3 separate regions of the Zea mays genome follow, and regions 1 and 2 are each linked to region 3. The links are chromatin contacts, called in public Hi-C maps. All regions are on one chromosome and are shown on one strand. The core of a region is the stretch at or near the end of the contact, and the rest is flanking DNA. Distances in the headings are between cores, read along the strand shown.

What was found. A called contact is a pair of places that touch in the nucleus more often than the background predicts.
Region 1: a contact with region 3 is called in a Hi-C map of leaf, with 3 times the contacts expected there. The contact joins the promoter of LOC103636016 here to the promoter of LOC100273227 in region 3. A contact is called at or near these places in 12 of 25 Hi-C or Micro-C datasets (bundle sheath, ear, endosperm and 4 more) and 2 of 3 datasets of contacts at active chromatin or transcription factors (leaf and seedling).
Region 2: a Hi-C map of bundle sheath shows a contact between it and region 3, with 2.0 times the contacts expected there. The contact joins the promoter of LOC100281394 here to the promoter of LOC100273227 in region 3. A contact is called at or near these places in 3 of 25 Hi-C or Micro-C datasets (bundle sheath, ear and leaf).

What each region holds. Positions count from the first base shown.
Region 1 is chr8:142,158,363-142,161,283 of Zm-B73-REFERENCE-NAM-5.0, reverse strand. LOC103636016 (carbamoyl-phosphate synthase large chain, chloroplastic) reads right to left here and starts at 1,568. Exons shown (of 3, transcript XM_008658380.4): 1 at 1-1,568. The coding sequence starts at 1,103.
Region 2 is chr8:142,210,790-142,213,558 of Zm-B73-REFERENCE-NAM-5.0, reverse strand. LOC100281394 reads right to left here and starts at 1,368. Exons shown (of 5, transcript NM_001367351.1): 1 at 728-1,368. The coding sequence starts at 1,153.
Region 3 is chr8:141,968,572-141,971,271 of Zm-B73-REFERENCE-NAM-5.0, reverse strand. It overlaps LOC100273227 (3'-5' exonuclease domain-containing protein / K homology domain-containing protein / KH domain-containing protein), which reads left to right and starts at 1,383. Exons shown (of 10, transcript NM_001147669.1): 1 at 1,383-1,521; 2 at 2,453-2,613. The coding sequence starts at 1,467.

The DNA.
Region 1 (2,921 bases), core at 319-2,818, 190 kb before region 3:
ATCACCTCCCCATCAGCAGGATTGACTGCAAATTGCACATTGGAACCACCACACTCCACACCAATCTCCCTAATGATGGCCACCGAGTAGTCCCTGAGCCTCTGGTACTCCTTGTCAGTGAGTGTCTGCGCAGGAGCCACGGTAATGGAGTCCCCCGTGTGCACTCCCATGGGATCGATGTTCTCGATGGAGCAGATGATGACGACATTGTCAGCCATGTCGCGCATGACCTCCAGCTCGTACTCCTTCCAGCCCAGGAGCGACTTCTCGACGAGCACCTGCTGAGTGTGCGACGCGGCGAGGCCGGCCCTGCAGATGTCCTCAAACTCGGCCTTGTTGTAAGCGATGCCACCGCCCGTGCCCCCGAGAGTGAAGGCCGGGCGCACAATGAGCGGTAGCTCCCCGATGTCCTCGGCGATGGCGAGGCACTCCTCAAGCGTGGTGCCGATGCCGGAGGGCGGCGTTTTGAGGCCGATGCGGTCCATGGCCTGCTTGAAGAGCTGCCTGTCCTCGGCGGCGCGGATGGCGGGGAGGGATGCCCCGATGAGGCGCACCCCGAGGCGGTCGAGCGCGCCCGAGTCCGCGAGCGAGACCGCGAGGTTGAGCGCGGTCTGGCCGCCCATGGTGGGGAGCAGCGCGTCGGGGCGCTCGGCGTCGATGATGCGCTCGACGAGCGGCGGCGTCATGGGCCCGATGTAGGTGCGGTGGGCGAGTCCCGGGTCGGTCATGATGGTTGCCGGGTTGGAGTTGACGAGCACCACCTCGTAGCCCTCCTCGGCAAGCGCTTTGCACGCCTGCGTGCCGGAGTAGTCGAACTCGCACGCCTGACCGATGACGATGGGCCCCGCGCCGAGGATCATGATCTTCTTGACGCCCGCGAGCCGCCCAGCCTTGGTCGGCGCGGCCGGGAAGCGGCGCACCGTGACGGCAGCGTCGCCATCAGTCGAGGCGGCGTTGGCGCGCACGGAGAGGGCGGCGGCGCGGCGGGGAGCCGGGCAGCGCGCGCAGGAGACGCGCGGGTGGAGGCCGAGGAGGCGGCCGTAGCGGCGGGCGTGGCAGTGTGAGGTGCGGAGCTGCGACGGGGTGGAGAGCGAGGTGGCCATGGCGGCGCGAGAGGGGCAGAGGAGGCGGCGGCAAGGGGAGTGTCTGGATGAGGAAGGTAGGGTTTTTAGTAGCCCGGCGGATTAGGGGATAACTCAGCGAGCGAGCACTAAAAAATTTGTTCCCAAAATGTTTTATCAGAACTGCTGTAAAAAATCTAAACCCACATCAGATCGCTAATAACTAATCTCAAAAAAAATTTGAAATAAATCACGTATCTTTGCAGTTGGCGTGAGAAATTGGAATTGTTTGGGATCAAAACCGTGAATTCTTTTCTTCTTTGTCCTCAATTTGGTTACCTCAAATAGCCTGTGTGTATGCTATGCGCAGCAAAAGTGTCCCAGACATTTGCAGTATTGATATCTTGTTGCCTCATGGAACAGCACAGTTGAGCGTGGCTCACTCTCTAGCAAAGCTGACGCTAGAAAAAAAAATATTCGCATGGGTAAAATTTGACGCGGGCAACAGGTCGACTGACGCGTGATAGGGAACTGGGGAGATCTCAGCTCACACAAATATACAGTAGGCAACGACCAATGTGATGCCTAAAAATTGGGTGAGCTGTTGCAACCAGAAAAAACTCGCTTTTTCCCTAAAATCACTTTTCCGGGTTCTTTTAGCAGTGTTGTTGGAGTTGCTATTAGAGCATCTCCAACAGCTTAGGTATATCATATCTAAATTTAGAGTTTAGATGACTGTGAAAAAAAATAGATAAGGACTAAATGGAAGGATCTATCCAACAAACTCTTTAAATATAGATGTTGACTGGTTCAAATCTCAACAAACCAATAAAATTTGGCCTCTGGACGTTGCTCGCGCAGCCTCTGGACGTTGCTCGCGGGAGCCGAAGCCCACGCCGCCATTGCAGGGCCATCGCAGGACACTATATTGTTTCCTTCCATTGTTGCAGCTGATTTCCGAAGCCGCCATCGCAGTCAAATCCGGCACCGACGTCACAGTCATTCCATCCGCCGCTGTCGCGAGCAACTCTAGCCGCCGCCGAGGCAGGCACAAGAACGCCTGGCCGCCGTCGTTGCAGGTACATCATGCCGCCTCCATTTGTTGAGCTAGTCTGCCAGGCAGCCAGGACATGTAAGCTGTAGCGCGTGACCTGTAAGTCTTCATGCTGAAAGGCACGACGTGGAAGCTGAAAGCCAGGCACAGATCAGGACGTCTACTGTCTTGGCTCGTATTTGCTCCAAAAATCTTAAGGCAAAGCTGCAAACGGGACATCACCGTCGTGGTTAGTTGTCGCCGCAACGGTATGGACTCAGATGAAGAATTCAATCATTTTGTAATGAACGAGGTGATTGATCCCTCCTCTTCGGATGATGACAATGATCTGTTTTTTGGAGCCGCTCACATAATCGTTGATGATTTGGTTAATCATCCGGGTCGAATTGGTTCTGTTGTGGGACATGACGTAGTAGATCGTGAAAGACTACTACACCATACGCTTCTTTACAAAGACTATTTCTCAGCTAATCCTACATTCAAATCAAAGACTTTTAGACGCAGGTTCGCATGCTTTATATATTTGTTTTCTAATCTTAATTTAATGTAAATGTAGTCTTGCTAATTTTTTAATTGTGTCGTGACATAGGTTTCGGATGAGGCATTTGTGGCAACACCATCCTGATTTATACAATATTACTTAGTGTTTTCTTTATTTTTAATATTCCATTAAATAAATTAGTTGTAAAGCATTGGCACACTGCAGTTTTTTTTGAAATAAATTATGGTTGAATGTCACAACTGTCTCGAATGTGTTGTTTAAATTATGGTTGAATATCACAATTGTCTCTGAGTTCAATGGGAGG
Region 2 (2,769 bases), core at 119-2,618, 240 kb before region 3:
TCTAAATCTAAAGAGACAAGAATGCCTTATGTGGACAGATAGTACCAAACTAACTTAATGAGAAGAACATAAGCAAATGGGAATGGCAGGGGTCAACTGTTCAACTCAAGGAGCACACGAAGCAGATAAGATCGTCCATATGTGGAAGCCTAAGGATAAGGAAGAGACTAATGTGGAGTCCCTCCCTTCCCTACGTACAGGTTACTCCATCAGGAAAGCAAATACTAAGCTCCGATTAAACTAGTACTGGGTAAAAGACTATACCGGCAATATCCAGTGGCAATCCATGTGAAGAAAGAGGAAGAGAAGACGAATCAAATTGGTATTCTAAGACAGATGGTGGGAGGTCAGGCAGGTATTCTACGAGGAGATGACACATGTATGCCCTGCGTCAAAGTTTAAATCTTTCGTTGTCTTCGCCAGCTCAAGCATTACGCATTAAGGACTAATTAAAAATCACAAAAGTCCAGGCAGTCCTTTTGCACGTTAACATCACACATGACACATCTGGCCAAAGCATAGCTCAACAAAACATGAAAATGTTTCGTGTGCGCCGTTGTATCGGAACATGCTTCTAGAGCATCCGCGAAACGAGTTTCACTTTCACATCCCACAGACGAATCGGCGGAACAGAGATCAAGCAATCGGGATTCGGGAAGATGGAAAAAAACTAAAAACGAAATTATTTACTGGACGCGGGAAATGCTGTTGATGGTATCAACTGTACCTCCCAGACCACCATGGCGTCCTGATTGACACCCTTCCTGCCCTGCATGGTGTAGAGCGACGCGGCTGCGGATGCGGATGCGCCGTTTCCCGCGATGCGGCCCGAGGGAGCGTCGGCGTGGCGGTCGTCGGCGGACCCCCCGCCACGGGGGCGGCGGCGGCGGATCGAGTGCACGGCCCGCCTGTGCTGCGCGGGCGGCGGGGCCGCGTTGACGCTCAGAGCCCCGAGGAGGCACTCGAGGAGCTCTACGCAACAGCCGCCGGAGCCGGCACGGGAGGCCTCCGCAGACGGCGGCGCCACGGCCTCAGCGAAGCGCGCGGCGACGGCGATCGCTAGTAGCTTCTGCTGTGCCTGCCCCGGGCCGCAGCCCGAGCGCCGGCGGCCACCAACGCCGCCGGCCCGCCTTCCCGCCGCAACGGCCACCATCGCCAGAAACTCGCAGGAGTGGCTGGCTCCTTGCAACCTGCTCCTGCGAGCGAGGTACTTGGAGACGCCGCGGCTCGGATCTTGGGAAAGGGGATGAGGTCGTCGGACAGAGAGGTATAGGTAGGTGGACGTGGCCGCGACGAGGCAAGCACAGCGCAGGGCGTGAAGGGCGCGAGCGCGCGACGCGGTCCTGGTCGTGGCAGGGGCGAATAAACGAGAGGGGCCACGGAACGAAAGGTTGAGAGCAGCTGTATAGTACAAACAAGGACGACGCGAGAGTGGCAGCAAGCAACAACCACAATACAAGCTCACTGTTTATACGCCGTGCTTTCAGACACTGTGTAGTGGACCTTCTCCATGTCGAATCGTAGAAAGCGGTGTGGGATGGGCAAGGACAAGGGAATCAATATAGAAGTCCGAGGCCGGTCCAATAATATTAACGATTCATTTAGATCATATGAATTAACAGTGGTTCGATCGCTAAGATTCCATTATAGATTTTGAAAAGGATTGAATTGGTTAGAAAGCGATGCAATTTTGATGTTTTCTGTTTGATTTGTAAGGAATTTGTTTGTACTAATTCAGAGGGTGACACAACACACAGAGGTTACACACCTGGCGGCATACACATCAGATGCGATGGTCGCATGCTGTGGTCAGGCTCGATGGTGGTTGGCCCAGCGCTTCCTAGGTTTGCAGCTCGGCATGATTGGCTGTCGTATACAATCGAATCCGAATGTTATATTTACTATTTTTGAACTTAAATTTGGACCACGAAACAGATGTCTAGATACCTTAGATTCGAGATTTTATTCAACTATTTATTCAAATTATATATTATCAAATTCAACTTATATGGATATAATTTTAACAATAAGGTCATGTTTGTTTTCTCTCCTAAATCCATTGGGATTGACACCAGAATAAATCCATTGCTAGTCAAAATCCTCTACAATCTACTTCAATACACCTAATCCACATGGTTTCTATATAAATCGAACAAGAACTAAGTGATTTCTTGGAGCGTATGCGGCAGCTCTGTCTACGACTACTAAAGTAGTACTATGGACGAGATGTCGAAGCCCCAATTCACAGGTGATAGGACCTTAGAGTCAACTAAAGAGGAATGTATAGTAGTTCCTAAAACTAATTGTGTTGGGTGACTAAAATAAATGTGTAACACACAAAATCCATCACATTAAAGCAACATAACCTAATTTAGTGGTTTTTGTTAGAACAATGTTTATGTTTTCAATTAATGAAAATGGGGCTATAAACAAAGTTAATAAATTTTTAGTAGATAAAGTTTTGCAAAGTGTTTGATGCATTCATTTTAGAGTATTTATTTTGTTTGAATTGATTTTCAAATTCAAATTATCGATTTAATTTGGTGTGGAAACTGTTTTTTATAAAATATAATAGTTGTTCAAAATAATTTCTTTGGAAAACATGTATTTTATTATGTTCTTAATATTCTGAATTTTATCTGATATATATATATATATATTTGATTTTATAAACTAAAAGGAAAGGGAAAAAGAAAATGCTCGCTCGGCTCGGCATTTTGTCCTAGCCTGCCTCCACACTTTCGGCGCAGTTGGCCCGTGCCACGCGCC
Region 3 (2,700 bases), core at 134-2,633:
ACGTCCTCTAAATGGTCCTCTAAATTTAGAGGACGCTGCTAGATTCTATATATATAGAGTTTCTCTAAACGGGCCTCTATCTATTTGAATACTTTAAATAACCGGTTTAGCAAAACTAAAATATGTACAATACATTTGAGAGTATGAAAAATACATATGTAAAAAATAAAAAATAAAAATATCTCTAATATACGTATTTGTGTATAGATGACATGATTTAGAGTATGTTGTTGAAGAGAAAGGATATATAAAGGATGAAATCTTTTAAAGGAGACTGAGATAGATATAGAGGATAGATATAGAGGACGTTGCTGGAGACAACCTAAAACCTTCCTTTTGTCGAGCGGAATTTAAATGTGACGATCCAAATATTTTTTCTAGATTGTTATGACATTAGGAACGTAGTTATAAAGTCCTTCACATATCTTGGCCACCTTTTCCCGTCAACAGACATTATACATTTTGATGTATTTTCTATAAACTTTGCCAAAATTAAATAAGTTTAGTCAAAATGTTTTGTGAAAAGTTTTCAAAACACGCTGAGGCATCGATTATAATGTTTGAAACTTTTTTGGATGTTTGGAATATAGTTCTATTTTTTGAAAGCTTCTGCTCTAGGATTTTTTTTTTCAAAATTTTTAGAAATATAGAGATGTTTTCTATGTTTTAATAGTCTTATATCAAGTATTTACTAGATTTAACTAAAAATAAGAAAGAGACAAAACCGTTTTTAAAACTACTTGAAACTATGAAACTATAGCAGGAAGTAATTTGAATGGTCTTGTGAGTCAGATATCTGATTATGGAGTTCGAAAGAAAAAGTGAGTTTAGGCTAGCCGCAGTCACAAACGCCAAAACAAACGCTATGATCATGCAATTACATATGCAGTATGCTGTATGCAGTAGGTAAATGCTGCAGCCGTGTATGCAGAATTAGAGCGAGCACAAGAAACGTTATTCCCAGAGTTTACTAACCTTCTACTCGCCGTACAACATCAGTACAATAAACAGGAGGTAGTTGAGTAAGAAAAGAAAAAGAATAGGAAAAAATAATATTATACATATAGTAGTTGGTATATGATTAAGATATAGAGTCAATATAATAATATAGGGTAAAGAATTTTGCTATAAAAAAGAATATTTAGAATGGTACGAGTGTGGATAGCCTTACCACAGTAAATTGTTAGTTGAGGGAGTGCAATAGCATCAGGGCATCATCATCGCAGATTGGGCTGCCAGTGGAGTTCACGCAATAAATGAACAGGCCCAAGCCCAGCCGACAGCTGCTAGCGGTAACCGTCGCCTCACTTCCGCAGCACCGGCGCGGCGACTATTAGCTATAGCCGAGTAGGCGCAGCCGCGCACGGCGCACCCCTCGTGTTCCCTTTTCGTCCTTGTTCCTCAACGTCGCCGGTGCGCCCGCCTCCTGCCTCTCTCCCCCTGCGAGCGATCGTGAGGGGATCGGGATGGCCTCCCACCATTCCGAGCCCCTCGACCCCGCCGACGCTGACGACCCCTCAGGTGCGGCACTTACCTATGCCTCTCCCCTCTCTCTTCATCCTCCTGGTGGCTCGGCTCTCCCAGTGTTGCTCTACTCGCGGTGTAAATCGTGGCGCGTTAGGTCGCTGCGATCCCGCTGCCTGCTGCTCCGTTTCGCATATGACCGAGCGGCCCCTCCGTTTCGCTTGAAGCGCCCCACCGTTTCGCGCTCATAGTGCTGCGCCCGCGCGGCGCGAGCCCGTACATCTGTGCTCACGGTGCCGCATCGGCGTCCGCTGCTTTTAGGGTTCTGGGAGTTCGTTTAGTCCTTGTGTACTTGTGTTTTAGCTTCTACCTTGCTGTGTTTTGTTGGAGCGTTTTGTGTCATGGTATAATCTTAGGGTTTTTGGGCTCGTAATGTTGGTATGCAGATGCTTATTTGATCGCGCAGCTAGTAACTTCGTGCGGGTTGCTCTAGGGACTAGGTCTTTTTTGGGCGGGATTGCAGAATTACTTGGAGTGAATGCCCATAGTTCCAAGTGAAATACTTGTTCTCTTCAATCACCAATAGTTCTGTATTTTTATATGCAAATAATTTGTGAATATCATAGTGCCTGATCTTGTGATAATTACTTGCTGATAGGTGCTGGCTACTTCATCAGTACTCTTTTTAGCATTGATGAAGAATTAGTTGTGTAGCTGCATTGTGCCAGAAATTCTGGAACAAGTTCTTATGATTCCATTCCGATGCACTTTATCCATTTACTTAATAGTTTGGCAGTGAAATTGGCTGCATATCGCTACCTGTGTGTTTTGTTGGTAGGTTTTTTGCTTGCTAGGATCGGTTATCTTGCTCAGAACAGGGAACTGTTTTTGTCCATATAGTTTCCCCTTGATTGGGGTTGCTTCTACAGTTGTGCACCAATGAGCCAATTTTAATTGCTTTGTATTGATCACTTGATTTCTCTTGCAGATAACAACCCAGAATTACCATGCCCCTCCTATCATATCGTTACCAAACCTGGTCAACTCCCAGTCGAGTTTCTTGAACCCTCAGCTGCCCAGAAGTTGGTAATTGGATTTGACTGTGAAGGTGTTGATCTCTGCCGCAATGGTGCTCTCTGTATTATGCAGGTGAGCAAAAGTAACCTTAGCTGGCATGATGTTGTATTATAGGGTTTTGTTTTCATGATTGTGACATCACAAAAAACTTTATGCAGC